Regions from separate parts of the Sus scrofa genome. Here regions 2 and 3 are each linked to region 1. The links are chromatin contacts, called in public HiChIP or PLAC-seq maps. All regions are on one chromosome and are shown on one strand. Each heading gives the region's core, a stretch centred on a gene start, on an enhancer-like site or on the middle of the called end of the contact. The rest is flanking DNA. Distances are from core to core; before and after follow the strand shown. Region 1 overlaps LOC106507125 (a long non-coding RNA gene). Region 2 overlaps LOC106504325 (a long non-coding RNA gene). Region 3 overlaps LOC106504325 (a long non-coding RNA gene).

Region 1 (3,935 bases), core at 621-3,120:
GTCAAGAGGATTCAACAACTATTTAGTGAGCTCTGACTCTGTGCCAGGCCTTTGTGTAGGCACTGGGGCTACAGCAAGGAACTTGCACAGTGAGACAGACTCTTGAGGAACGGAAGCAAGAATGGGTAGGTGCACCTGTTTCTCGGGTCCAGTAGTAAGTCCCTACCCCACACTAGCTTATTGTTGCTCTCTCTTATTTTGCTCCCTCAAACCCCTCCCTTTCAGTCCTGCATTCTTTGGGGAAGGGACTTACTTGATCATGGAGCAGTAAGGTCACCCACATGTTTCATATTATTAAATAATGTGACATGATAGGAAGAATCACAGGCCAGAAATAAAGAACCATATACCTGGTTTCAGCCCTGGCTCTGCCACTTGATGAAGTCTGTATCTTTCTTTTTTTTTTTTTTTTTTTGTCTTTTTTTAGCTATTTCTTGGGCCGCTCCCGCGGCATATGGAGGTTCCCAGGCTAGGGGTCCAATCGGAGCTGTAGCCACCGGCCTACGCCAGAGCCACAGCAACGCGGGATCCGAGCCGCGTCTGCAACCTACACCACAGCTCACGGCAACGCCGGATCCTTAACCCACTGAGCAAGGGCAGGGACCAAACCCTCAACCTCATGGTTCCTAGTTGGATTTGTTAACCACTGCGCCACGACGGGAACTCCTGTATCTTTCTATAAATCTCTTAAGCTTTGAATCCCTTATCCCTAAAATAGGATGATTCTTGCCCTGCAACTCCCCAGAGTCAAGACTGGAGGCTTTGGTTTTCTCATCTGTAAATTGAGAGGTTTGAACTAGATTTAAGGTTTGCATTCTTTCTTTAGAAGTGGACTTCCATTTTAAGATAAAATCTAACCTGCAGTTCCTATTGTGGCTCAACAGTAACAAACCCAAATAGTATCCACGAGGATGAGAGTCTAATGCCTGGCCTGGCTCAGTGGGTTAAGGATCTGGCATTGCTATGAGCTGTGGTGTAGTAGGTCGAAGACATGGCTCAGATCTGGCGTTGCTGTGGCTGTGGTATAGGCTGGCAGCTAAAGCTCCAATTCCACCCCTAGCCTGGGAACTTCCATATGCCATAGATGTGGTCCTAAAAAGCAAAAAAAAAAAAAAAAAAAAAAAAAAAGATAAAATCTAACCTAAAACCCCAACAGTGAAGACAGGCTTGCTCTAGTGGCCCCAGGAGAGAAGGCTCAGAGTCCTGCACACTCTCCTTCCCTCATCCTTACAAGGCCTTTGCGGCACTTGTGCAGGATCCCAGGGTTCCACTGAGCACAGTGTGAAACCTGCTGTATTCAATGGTTTATAGTACCTCCTAGTCCTAAAACTCTATAAATCAAGATATTCTAATTTGGGGTGTCTATGATAAGATTTAACCCCTGTTTTCTTCCATCATTAATTAATAGGTTGTGGGAGACAGGCACCAGTCCTACTAAAACCAAGATATGTTTCAGTCCTCTCTCCTTCTTTGTGAAGTTAATCTTTCTGTCACAGAACAAAACTAGATTCTGATGGAAGACAACATTCTGTAAGGAGAAAAATACCAGATTGAGAGTAAGAAGATAAGTGTTCCAACCCAGGCCTTGCCTTTAACTAGCTCCCCAAACTTGATCAAGGCAAGGAAACTTACTAATCCATCCAAATCAATAAAATGAAGAGGTTGGGTGACTCAGTAATCCTAAAATAACACATGCCCATTTCTGGACTCCATGCCCTAATGAGTTTCTCTAAATTAAGTAACTTTCAAATTCCACCTTTCTAAAGGCCAAGTCACTCTATCACATTCTCTTTGTTATATATACTCACCCTATTTGGAGAGGAAGGGGGGGGTGGGGGAGAAGACAAATTAGGTCGTAACTGACACCATCAGGACATCTAGCTAGAAATACCCACTGAATCACTGCTGTGTTTGCACAGGTGGTTGGAGCTCACAGTATGCCCTGACCTCAACTTACCAAGTGGGAGCCATATCTCCATTAATAAGGGTCCTGCTAGGCACAGAACTTCAGTATGGGCATTCTTGGGGGCAAACCAGAAAATCCCAGGGTTTGGGAATGTTTCAAGCAAACAGTCTGGATTCAAGACCCAGGACCAGGGATTGGACCAAAAGGAATGACCCCACAAGAGACAAACAGAATGATGCATTGCCTCTAAGCAATGTCCTGGGAAAAGGCAACAGGCCTTGCCCGGGAAGCCAGGGAACTTGAGGGATGGACACAAAAACAACAGCTCTGGTCATGGCTGTGACTTGGCTATAAGTTAACTTTATGGGTCACTGAGTCTGGAAACAGACTATAAAAAGAAGACAGCATGGACCAAGCAGCTTTGTGTTGGAAATGGCTGTGACCAGTTGCTTCTGGAAGGGAGATGCATTGACTGCCATAAAACTTGATGGGCTCAGCACTGGTCTGTAAAGGCTGGAATCGGAAGTAAACTTTGGACCTGAGTAATTGCTCGGAAGCTGTGCTTAAGCGTGGGAGCCGAGGGGATTTTGTTCCAAGCAGTAAACAATATGGTACCTAACTGATGCATATGATCTGCCTTCTCTGTGACCTCTACTCCCAAAGTCCTGTCTGCAGGCAGCTCCTTTAGGTTAATCTCACAGTCCACACAAATTGGTACCATTTGACTTTTACTACAATGGCTTTATTAAAACAAACAAAAAACCTCCTTGTTGTTCCCGAAACATTTAAGGTAAAACAAAATGAAAACATCAACCTTGGAGACTTGCTATCCTTAACTATCTCTTCTGGAGGAAACAAAAATGCGTTACATTTTATGTTACCTTTTCTCCAACCATTCAACTCTAGCCTCCTCCAGCTACTCAACAATTATTTATACAAAGCACAGACTTTCATGTCACCTGGTGCCAGAAAGCAGACCATCCACAGTTGGAAGCAATGAATAAAACAAGATTCTGCCAGAAATATTTCAAAAAATACATGTCTTGGAGTTTCCATTGTGGCTCAGTGGTATAAACCTGACTAGTATCCATGAGGACGTGGGTTTGATCCCTGGCCTCACTCAGTGGTTTAAGGATCCAGCATTTGCTGTGGGTTGCAGTGTAGGCAACAGATTCGGCTCGGATCTGGTGTTGCTGTGGTTGTGGCCTAGGCCAGTGGCTACAGATCTGATTCAACCCCTAGCCTGGAAACTTCCATATGCTGTGGGTGCAGCCCAAAGAAGACTGCCCCCCCACCAAAAAAAAGTCCAACCACAGTGTAATTAGCAATGAATAAAACAAGATTCTGCCAGAAATATTTCAAAAAAATACATGTTTTTCACTTGATTTTTTTCACCATTCAGAAGGGATATTACAAATATGACTCAAAGTACAACGCAGGAAAGCACTGAACTGAGTTTCACAAGGCCAAAGAGCTCGTCTTAGCTCTCACTATCGCTGTGTGGCAATCAGAACATAACCTCCTATCTCTGAGCCTCCGTTTGTTTCTCTGGAGGATGAGGGAGGTTGCACTGGGTCATATGCTACCTCACTAAGCTCATCTGTAACAGCCGTTACTATGTCCCGAGGCAAGCACTTTGCCTTCTTTATCAGAGTCCTCATAACAACCCTGTGATGTATGTATTATTATTTTCTCCATTTTTCAGATAAGGAAACCGGGCTCCGAGAGGTTTAGAAACATGTCCAAGGTCACAGAGTGCGTAAGTGACAAGTCTGGCATTTCAACCTGGCGTTTCCCCCAGATCCCAAGTTGCATCAACGATTTCATGTTACCGAACCACCTTAGCGTTCACCCCGGGCGGAGGGCACTCTAGTATTTAATTTATATCATATCTTCACCTTGACTTGCATGGAGCTGCTAATATAGATCATGCCTACATTGGTCACCACTCTCTCATCTTTAGGGAGGCACCCATCAGGGGCTGCCAGAGCAGAGGAAGTACTTGGGGGACAGCGTGCCCAGCCCCCTC
Region 2 (4,416 bases), core at 1,186-3,685, 390 kb before region 1:
GCACGCAGGCTCTAAATAAATGCTTGAGGGCAGCTGACTGATGAGAGACTTGCCCCTTTCTCTCCCAGCTCATTTAACTGCCACGCTGCCCAGCTCTTTGGCCTTTTTCCCTTCCAGTTCTCCCGGTACCCTGCAAGCATCTTCACCTCATCAGCACAGAGGCTGCTCCCGTCTGCAGGTGGACATCCCTCTGTAGCTTTCCTGGACGTGCCCTAGCCGGGGCTGCTGCAAACCTGCCTTCTTAGAGGTTTTGCTGCTGATTTACCCATCTCAGCAAATATTCCCCAGCTGATGTGGTCATGTATCACTTTCACATTTCTGTTTGTTCATTTCTGCTGGCACTTTTAGAAGGAGAGTTTTTAAATGTTTTACCCCTTTTCTATATCTACACCACGCTAGACACCAACATCATGAAGAGAGCCCCCCACCGCTAGGAAAGCGGGTTAAACCTGAGCATGTGCGCAGTGACCGTGAGGCAGGATTCAGATGGGCCAGCGCGGAAGAGACGTGCACCTGCGGGTGATGGGGGTTCCAGGGAGGGAGGCCCGGCCGCCTCACCAGTCAGCAAAGGCTTCCTTGGGCCTTCGCTGTCCATCCTGAGAGGTGGCCAGTGTTTCGTCACGTAAAGGGAAGCAGCGGGGACGTACTTCAGGGTGTAGGTTCTGGGGGGAGCGAGGGCTCCACGTCAGGGGAAAGCATAGATTTTGGACCGGAGAAGGAGCGGGACCAGCAGCTGAGGGCGTCATGGGCCAGCCTGAGAAGCCCGGGGTTATTCCGGCAGATGCGGATCCGGGGGGCAGGGTTTGTTCTGGGGGAGGAGGTGAGGTACCCACTGAAGGAGATGCCCACTCAGGTGCAGGCCTCGCGCTTGGGCCCCGAGAGTGACGCCTCCTTGCCTGGCGAGGAGGTGGGGGCTCGGGGGTGGGGCAGCAGTTTTATGATTAGAGCTGTCCGCTTAGCAGATTGCTCTGGAAGCTCTATTTAGGATAGACTGGAAGATGGGGGGTGGGGAGGTGAGCTTGTGTCCATGTTATGTTAAAAGTTAAATCAGGAGTCCTGTCGTGGCTCAGCGGAAGCGAATCTGACTAGTAACCATGAGATTGTGGGTTTGATCCCATCTGATGTAGCTGTGGCTGTGGTGTAGGCTGGTGGCTACAGCTCCAATTTGACCTCTAGCCTGGGAACCTCCATATGCCTCAGGTGCGCCCCTAAAAAAGCAAAAAAATAAAAATAAATAAGAGTTAAATCAGACAGAGAAGATGTGGACCAGGGACAGTGGGGAGTAGGTCAGTGTTTAAAGTCAACACACAGAGAGCACTGGTCAGAAGGACTGGCTGGTGGTCACTACTCCCATAATGCTAGCTCGTGCTCACCAAGGCCAGGAATGTTCCAGACACTGTGTATGTTAATTAATTAAAAATTTCTGTCTTTTTTAGGGCCGTGTGCACAGCATGTGGAAGTTCCCAGGCTAGGGGTCAAATCAGAGCTACAGCTGCCGGCCTACACCGCAGGCACAGCAGCTCAGGATCCAAGCTACATCTGCGGCCTACACCACAGCTCACAGCAACACCAGATCCTTAAGCCACTGAGCGAGGCCAGAGATCTAACCTGCATCCTCTTAGATACTAGTTGGGTTCATAACTGCAGAGCCACGGATGGGAACTCCAAGTATGTTAATTAATTTAATGATGAAGAAGCCCAGAGCTGAGCTCTAGTCTGGTTCTGCACTAACTAGTTGTGGGAGCCTCTTTGACTCAACTCTGCCCCCTGTGAAATGACTGAGTTACATCTGACAATCCCAGATGTCCCCCAGAGCTCTGAAATCCCATGACTCCTGACAGATGTCATTGTGGGTCACCTAGAGTGAGCACCCACGCCTCAGGGACCCCAATCTAGACTCTTCGAAGGCTCTCGGATCAGGGACCTTGGGAGGTCGGTCCCTCTGTCCAGACTCTTCTCTTGGCTCCCTTCTGATATTTTTAGGTTCTCAAGTCTCCCTTGCAGATGGATTCCAACCATCTGCCCTTCAGACCTGCCCTTCCCTTCGGGCCCCCTCCCCACCTTCATCCACCACATTCCCCTCCCCCCTCCATCACTATTGTGTCATTAACAAAACGCCCCAGACCCTTGCAGAGCCCCTACAGCAGAACCGTCCCGAGAGAGAAGCAGTGGATTTAATAAGCTTCCCCTTAAATGGCCCCAAATCCCTTCCAGTGATTAGGGGGGAAGAGCTACACACAGGAGGACACACCTCCCGGTGCAGGAGGTGAGGGAGGGAAAGAATAAAGGAAGTCCCCCCCCCCCCCCCCCCCCCCCGGCCTCAGGGACCAAATTAAAAAGGCAGCACCGCTTATTCAAAATCAGATGAATGTCAGTGGGATGTTTGTCAAACAAACTTGTCAGTATTTGTCAAATTTGAGGAAGTATCAGTCAGTAGCCGCACTTGAGCATGTAACCGAGTTATTTATAGCTGCCAGTTTACAGTTTTAACTAATGCAGGGCCAGGGTTCTCCTTGTAAAAGCTTTATTTATAATGATTGTGTGGCTATAAATAGCTGGGTTCTCTGGGTGTCACAGACAGCTCCCCCGCTGTTGTGCCAGAGCCCAGCCAGGAGGCATAGAACCCCAGGGGTGAACCCCGTTTTGCTCTCTTGGTGGGGGACCCTGTCCGTGAGTCTTTGGCTGGGGTGTTTCACCCTCTTCCTCAGCGTGCCTTTTGGAACGAGGTGTTGTGCTCAGCCGTGTTCCCAGGAGACGGTAGACGTAACTTCATTTATTAACAGCTGCCCAGAGATGTCCCTGGAAAGGCTGAAAGGGAGCTTGTGCGGCCCCGCCCTCTTTGTGCCTATTTGGGGACAATGAGCTAATTACAATCTCTTTCTCAGGCTGGAGGGTGGCGGGAGATATCCTGTTATTCTCCAGACCAGGCAGAGCTCCAAAGGTTTGTTTACAGCTTCAGATTTAATTTGACCCACGGTGATAAGCTCTTCTAAAAATAAGTGGGCGTCAGAAATTTAGGAACTTACTCGTTCCTTGGGTCAGGAGACCCTTGGGGTGGGGGGTGGGGCAGCAGAAGAGAGCAGCCGTGTGGGGACATACATTTTACGTGTCCAGCACGAGGTACGTCAGCTCAGAAACTGGGCATTTTACTAGTATGTTTGGCACATGGGCCTTATTTTTACCATCTCCCCCGCCCCTGAAAGCTAATCTCTTTGTCATATTGAAATTTCTGGTTTTCTCCATTTTCCCATCCCATCCCAGCCCCCTTAGACTCCGTTTTAATACTCTTAGGCTCTATCTTATTTTGCCAGGCTTTTTTTTTTTTTTTTTTAAGAAAAGGTGTGGCTATGGAAAAAAACGTATTGGATCTTAATTTGCAAAATTAGTTCTGGTTCATTTTATTGCTGTAATTTAATACTCATAATGATTTTCTGACACATATGTTTTAGCAGCAAGCTTTACTTCCTCTTCATTTTTCATCCCCGATTCCGCTGAAGTACATTAGTCAGGCTGGTACACAGAGAGCAGCCGCCCACGGGAAACTGACATCCCGCTGCCAACTCGGCAGGCTCTCCGACCATGCCGAGCCCCTGTGAGTGTGCAGGTAGGCACATCCAGGGATTTAGGGCACAAGGAGACAGGCAGGCGGTACTTGTAGAAAAGGGTATGATCAGTTTTTTTCTTTCATTATGTCGTCATCAGCATCTTCATCATTGTCATCATCACTGCAATTCTTTGTCAAGGAGGCTGTGAGATGCATCCTATTTGTTTTTGTTTGTTTTTGTCGGTTTTTTTTTTTTTTTTTTGCCATTTCTTGGGCCACTCCTGCGGCATATGGAGGTTCCCAGATTAGGGGTCAAATCGGAGCTGTAGCTGCCAGCCTACACCAGGGCCACAGCAACGCAGGATCCGAGCCGCGTCTGCGACCTACACCACAGCTTACGGCAACACGGGATCCTTAACCCACTGAGCAAGGCCGGGGATTGAACCTACAACCTTATGGTTCCTAGTCAGATTCGTTAACCACTGCGCCACGACGGGAACTCCCGAGATGCATCCTATTTGAAGCTCGCCCACTGGATTTGCAATAAGGAGAGCCTGCCTAAGTACTGACCACAACACTCCAGCGGATGCAGGCCGTGGATGTAGAGGCCCCCGTGGTGTAGGACCCTGAGGAGGTGCTATGTGTCCAGACCCAGGTGCTAGGGAGGGCATCCTGGAGGAAGTGGCCCCAGGTTGACACCTACAGGTGGTTCCTTCAGGCGGCAGCTGTGTCTTTTTGTTTCTGTGCCGATACCTCCTGACATCATAGGTGCGTGGGAAGTATTGGTAAAGAGAACAAGTGAAGGCTTAGTCATTCTTGGCATTTGACTGCCCTTACGGGAACACTTCTGTTGTGCATTTGCAACACGCAAG
Region 3 (4,111 bases), core at 1,207-3,706, 430 kb before region 1:
TTTATAATTTTGGTTATTTGGGTTCTTTCTCTCCCCTTTTTCGTGAGTCTGGCCAGGGGTTTGTCAATTTTGTTCACCTTTTCAAAGAACCAGCTCTTGGTTTTAATAATTTTCTCTATTGTTTTTTGAGTCTCTATTTTATTGATTTCTTCTTTGATCTTTATAATTTCCTTTCTTCTGCTGACTTTAGGACTTTTTTGTTCTTCTTTTTCTAATTCGTTTAGGTGGAGGGTTAAGTTGTCAATTTGGGATCTTTCTTCTTTTTTGAGAAAGGCCTGGATTGCTGTAAATTTCCCTCTGAGCACTGCTTTCACAGCATCCCATAGATTTTGAGAGGTTGTGTCTTCATTATCATTTGTTTCAAGGTAGTTTTTAATTTCCTTCTTGATTTCCTCATTGACCCATTGGTTTTTTAGTAGCATGTTGTTTAGTCTCCATGTAGTAGGTTTTTTCTCTTTGCTTTTCCCATGGTTGATTTCTAATTTCATGGCAACGTTGCATCCTTAACCCGCTGAGCAAGGCCTGGGATTGAACCCACATCCTCGTGGATACAAGTTGGGTTCATTACTGCTAAGTCACAAGGGGACCTCTAGTACCTTTATTTCTGACAAGATTTCCAAGAGCCCTGAACTTTGCCACAGTACAGCTCATGGTATAGTAGATGTGATATAAAACAAGAAACATCCTGTACCTGCCAGGGGAGTTTAGTTCATTACTCAAGTCCAGAGATACTGCTATCTGTGATCTAACTTATGGTGAAAGTGCAACGTGAAATGTCATGATAAAGATTTCGTCATTTTTACTCCCTTAGATGTAAAGTAACTCAAAAAAAATTCAAGGTCAGTTTGTCCAGTACTGAAGTAAAGATGCCAGAAATACATAGCATCTGTTGGACCATATACAACAACATTGCACAACCATTCAGGACATGAGGCAGAGATGAGTTAGGCTGTGAGCAAACATTATGTGTGGGCGTTTTTGGCCATCGATCTTTCATTACCCACTCCTTTTAAATGATTCTACTGAAAAATGCAGAATACTCACTACATTCATTTTCCTTAAGTTCCCTCAAAACACCAGAACTCCAATTTGCTAGTCATATTTTTATTGTTCATGACAACTGCTGCATAGTCATGGCGGGGGAAGTCACTGAGTGTTTTTGCCTGGCTGTTATTGTCTGAAGAAGGCCCATTTTGGCAATGGGAAAATATATTGATTAAGAGCAATTCATAGCATCAGAGATTCAATACAGAAATATAGGTCTTGGGAGAGATTTATTTTTATACTAGAGCGGTTCTCAATTTTCTATGACAACAATCAAGACTACTGCCGTAGATGTTTAAAACAGTGGATTAATCCATCCAGTTGGATGAAGGCCGTGGGAGTTGGATAAAACGGAAACTTTTCAGTATGGTGGTTCCAGTTCCAGTGGAAACTGCCTCTGCTGGTGACTTAGCAGTTGTGTGACTGGCACGAATGGCAGGCAGTCAGGACAGTGTGGCTCTTGACATATGACTGATGTGGTTGAGGACCAGCAAGAATCATTTCCTTCTTCAGAAGAATAAGTAATATTTATGAACCCAACCATCTTGCTAAATGCTTCAGAAACAGATAGTTTGTGTTATCTCCCAACAACTTTATGAGGTGGGTATTATTATTTCAGTAGTATAAATAAAGGAAGATGCTAAGGCTCGCAGAGATGAAAGTCTCCTGCTAAAGTCGTCCAGCGAATAAATAGCTCAACTAAGTTTGACCTCAGGCCACTGGCTTCCAAGTTCCTTATTATCTTCTTTAGATGACACTGCTTCTTAGTGGCTGGGTACATACAAGAGAGCCTCATGGATGGATGGTAGGCTCAAAGGCAGCCAGCATATATCAGCCTGAATTAAATTAGCAGGCATAGGGTCAGTGGTCCTTAGATCAACACATAGTCTGTGTCTCATTCCAGAATTCTCATAAAGAGTCTGAGCTCTTGGTGGTAGCTTGTCCAAGCCTCCTCTCTAGGAGTTAATGTTTGGGCTTCTCCATCTTCTGCCAGCTCACCGGGGCACCACCTCCCCTGCCGCCGTCATGGTGTGGGAGGCTGCCTCGGCATGGAGAGATCTCTACAAGCACGAATTTCAGGTCCTAACTTTGTTGCGGAGACAACCGTAAGTTGGCTGCCTCAAAGTCTCCTTTTTCGGTCTTCAGGTGTTCCGTCTCCTTTCTCCCATGACCCTGTTCTCATGGAGGTGTAGCAGCTATTGACAGAACGAATGAAAACGTGAGCCTCTACTGACAGAGGCGTCCTTTCTGCCAGCTCTCTGGTGTGACCTCCAGGCCCTTCCACCTGTCGCCCCTGGGCTGTGTCTCCTCTCTGTCCCAAATCAGCTGAGGAGCCTTCATCAGCCCGCTCCACCTCTAAGCCTCGCTGAGAAAGAGCCAGCCTGGTAGGTGTCATGTGAGAGTGACTGGGCCCAGTGGCCAGGACAGCAGTCTGGACACTGTTAGATTCTCTCCAGACTCGCTTCCAGTTACTCCACAGATACCCGCTCCCCGCTGAGTGTCCTGAAATAGAGAGAGATGAAGTAATGGAAGAATCTGGAGCTATCCAAGGAATTCTAATTCCAGTGATGGTGAGAATTCTTGCCCTGGCAGGGGAGGGCCTCTCTCTTCTTCGCTCCCACAGTATCTTGCATCTCCCTCCCCCACAGAACCTCCCTGCTGAGGTGGGTCCTTTACATGTCTGTTTTCCCCCCTCAAGAACAAGGAATCAATTGTCATTTTCTCTTTTATCCACGGTGCTTAACATTCAACCCGGCACACAGCAAGCCCTCAATAAATGTTTAATAACATGGGTAAAATTTATTGAGCATTTCCTCTGTGCCACTGTTTTCAACACCTATGTCCAGGCATACCCCAGGGATATTTGGGGTTCAGTTCTAGACCACTGCAATAAAGGGAATCACACAAATTCTTTTTGGGTTCCTAGTGCCTATAAAAGTTACGTTTACAATATTCTCTAGTCTGTTGAGGATGCAATTGCATTATGTCTGAAAAAAAAGAGACATACCTTAATTAAACAATACTTTGCTAAAAAAATTGCTAACCATCATCTGAGCCTCCAGCAAGTTATCTTTCTGCAATAGTCACATCAAAGACTGCTGCTCACGGATGACCATCGTAAATGTCATAATAACGAAAAAGTTTGAAATACTGTGAGAATTACCAAAACATGACACAGAGACAAGGAGTGAGAAGAATGTTGTTGAGAAAATGGCACCAATAGGACTTCTCAACACAGGGTTGTCACAAACTTCCAATTAAAAAAAAAAAAAATGTGGCAACTACGAAACACAATAAAGCAAAGCACAATAAAGCGAGGTATGTGTGTATATTAATTTATTTAATCCTCACAACAATAAAATTATCTTCTTTTATCCATGATGGAAGTTCAGGGAAATTACATAACCTGCTTGGAGTCACACAGCCCATGGTTGGAGGATGTGGGATGTAAACGCAGACTTTCTGACACGGGATGGCTCTCAACCACTGCACTTGGCTGTTGGTTACATGAACAGTCACTGCAGGAGACTTGGGAATAAAGAAGACATCTGTGAGAAAAATATTACTTCATTTCTTATTTTATATATAATCTCAGTACCATCTAGAAGTAACTATACTTGGCATTTCTCATTCTGTGGGTGGTGGCATTTTGTATAGTTGAGTTTATGCTGGAAACAAATGGGTAGCTATTTTAACTTATAGTCATTTTAACGATAGAAATATCCCTTGCATAAATGCTTTGATCATTATTTACCCAAGCTTTCTCCCTTGATAGGGCACTGTATTATTTCTCCCTGTTTGAGATGATTCTGTAATTTTTGGTGCTTGTTTTTGTTGTTTTTTGTACAGATTATATTGTTTGAGATGATTCTCCCTGTTTGAGATGATTCTGTAATTGTTGTTGTTGTTGTTGTTGTTTGTACAGATTATATTGTTGTGTGGTTCACAGAAAAGGATATCCTGGAGATTTTTGATAGACGCTGCCAAGTTGTACTAATGTACACCCCCTTCAGCGGGATCTGAGCAGGCCGTAGATGTTGGAGGGGGTTTGGAAGAGGGAAGTGTG

Evidence for each region. HiChIP or PLAC-seq counts read pairs in DNA pulled down with a chosen protein or histone mark.
Region 2: an H3K27ac HiChIP or PLAC-seq map of skeletal muscle shows a contact between it and region 1, with 8 times the contacts expected there. The contact joins two enhancer-like sites. A contact is called at or near these places in 7 of 47 Hi-C or Micro-C datasets (fetal heart ventricle, fetal skeletal muscle, heart right ventricle and 4 more) and 1 of 2 datasets of contacts at active chromatin or transcription factors (skeletal muscle).
Region 3: an H3K27ac HiChIP or PLAC-seq map of skeletal muscle shows a contact between it and region 1, with 8 times the contacts expected there. The contact joins two enhancer-like sites. A contact is called at or near these places in 1 of 47 Hi-C or Micro-C datasets (fetal skeletal muscle) and 1 of 2 datasets of contacts at active chromatin or transcription factors (skeletal muscle).

The regions. Positions count from the first base shown.
Region 1 is chr7:10,447,501-10,451,435 of Sscrofa11.1, reverse strand. The region is part of intron 1 of LOC106507125 (a long non-coding RNA gene); the gene reads right to left. Among named protein-coding and RNA genes, the nearest start is that of CD83, 100 kb to the right of the region's middle. Within about 2 kb of position 1,870, at least 2 of the 83 cell types and tissues checked have an H3K27ac peak or open chromatin away from gene starts, as enhancers often do. A contact at or near this core is called in skeletal muscle, where this site is marked.
Region 2 is chr7:10,833,995-10,838,410 of Sscrofa11.1, reverse strand. The region is part of intron 2 of LOC106504325 (a long non-coding RNA gene); the gene reads left to right. Among named protein-coding and RNA genes, the nearest start is that of MIR9807, 77 kb to the right of the region's middle. Within about 2 kb of position 2,435, at least 24 of the 83 cell types and tissues checked have an H3K27ac peak or open chromatin away from gene starts, as enhancers often do. A contact at or near this core is called in skeletal muscle, where this site is marked.
Region 3 is chr7:10,882,361-10,886,471 of Sscrofa11.1, reverse strand. All of the region lies in intron 1 of LOC106504325 (a long non-coding RNA gene), which reads left to right. Among named protein-coding and RNA genes, the nearest start is that of MIR9807, 130 kb to the right of the region's middle. Within about 2 kb of position 2,456, at least 3 of the 83 cell types and tissues checked have an H3K27ac peak or open chromatin away from gene starts, as enhancers often do. A contact at or near this core is called in skeletal muscle, where this site is marked.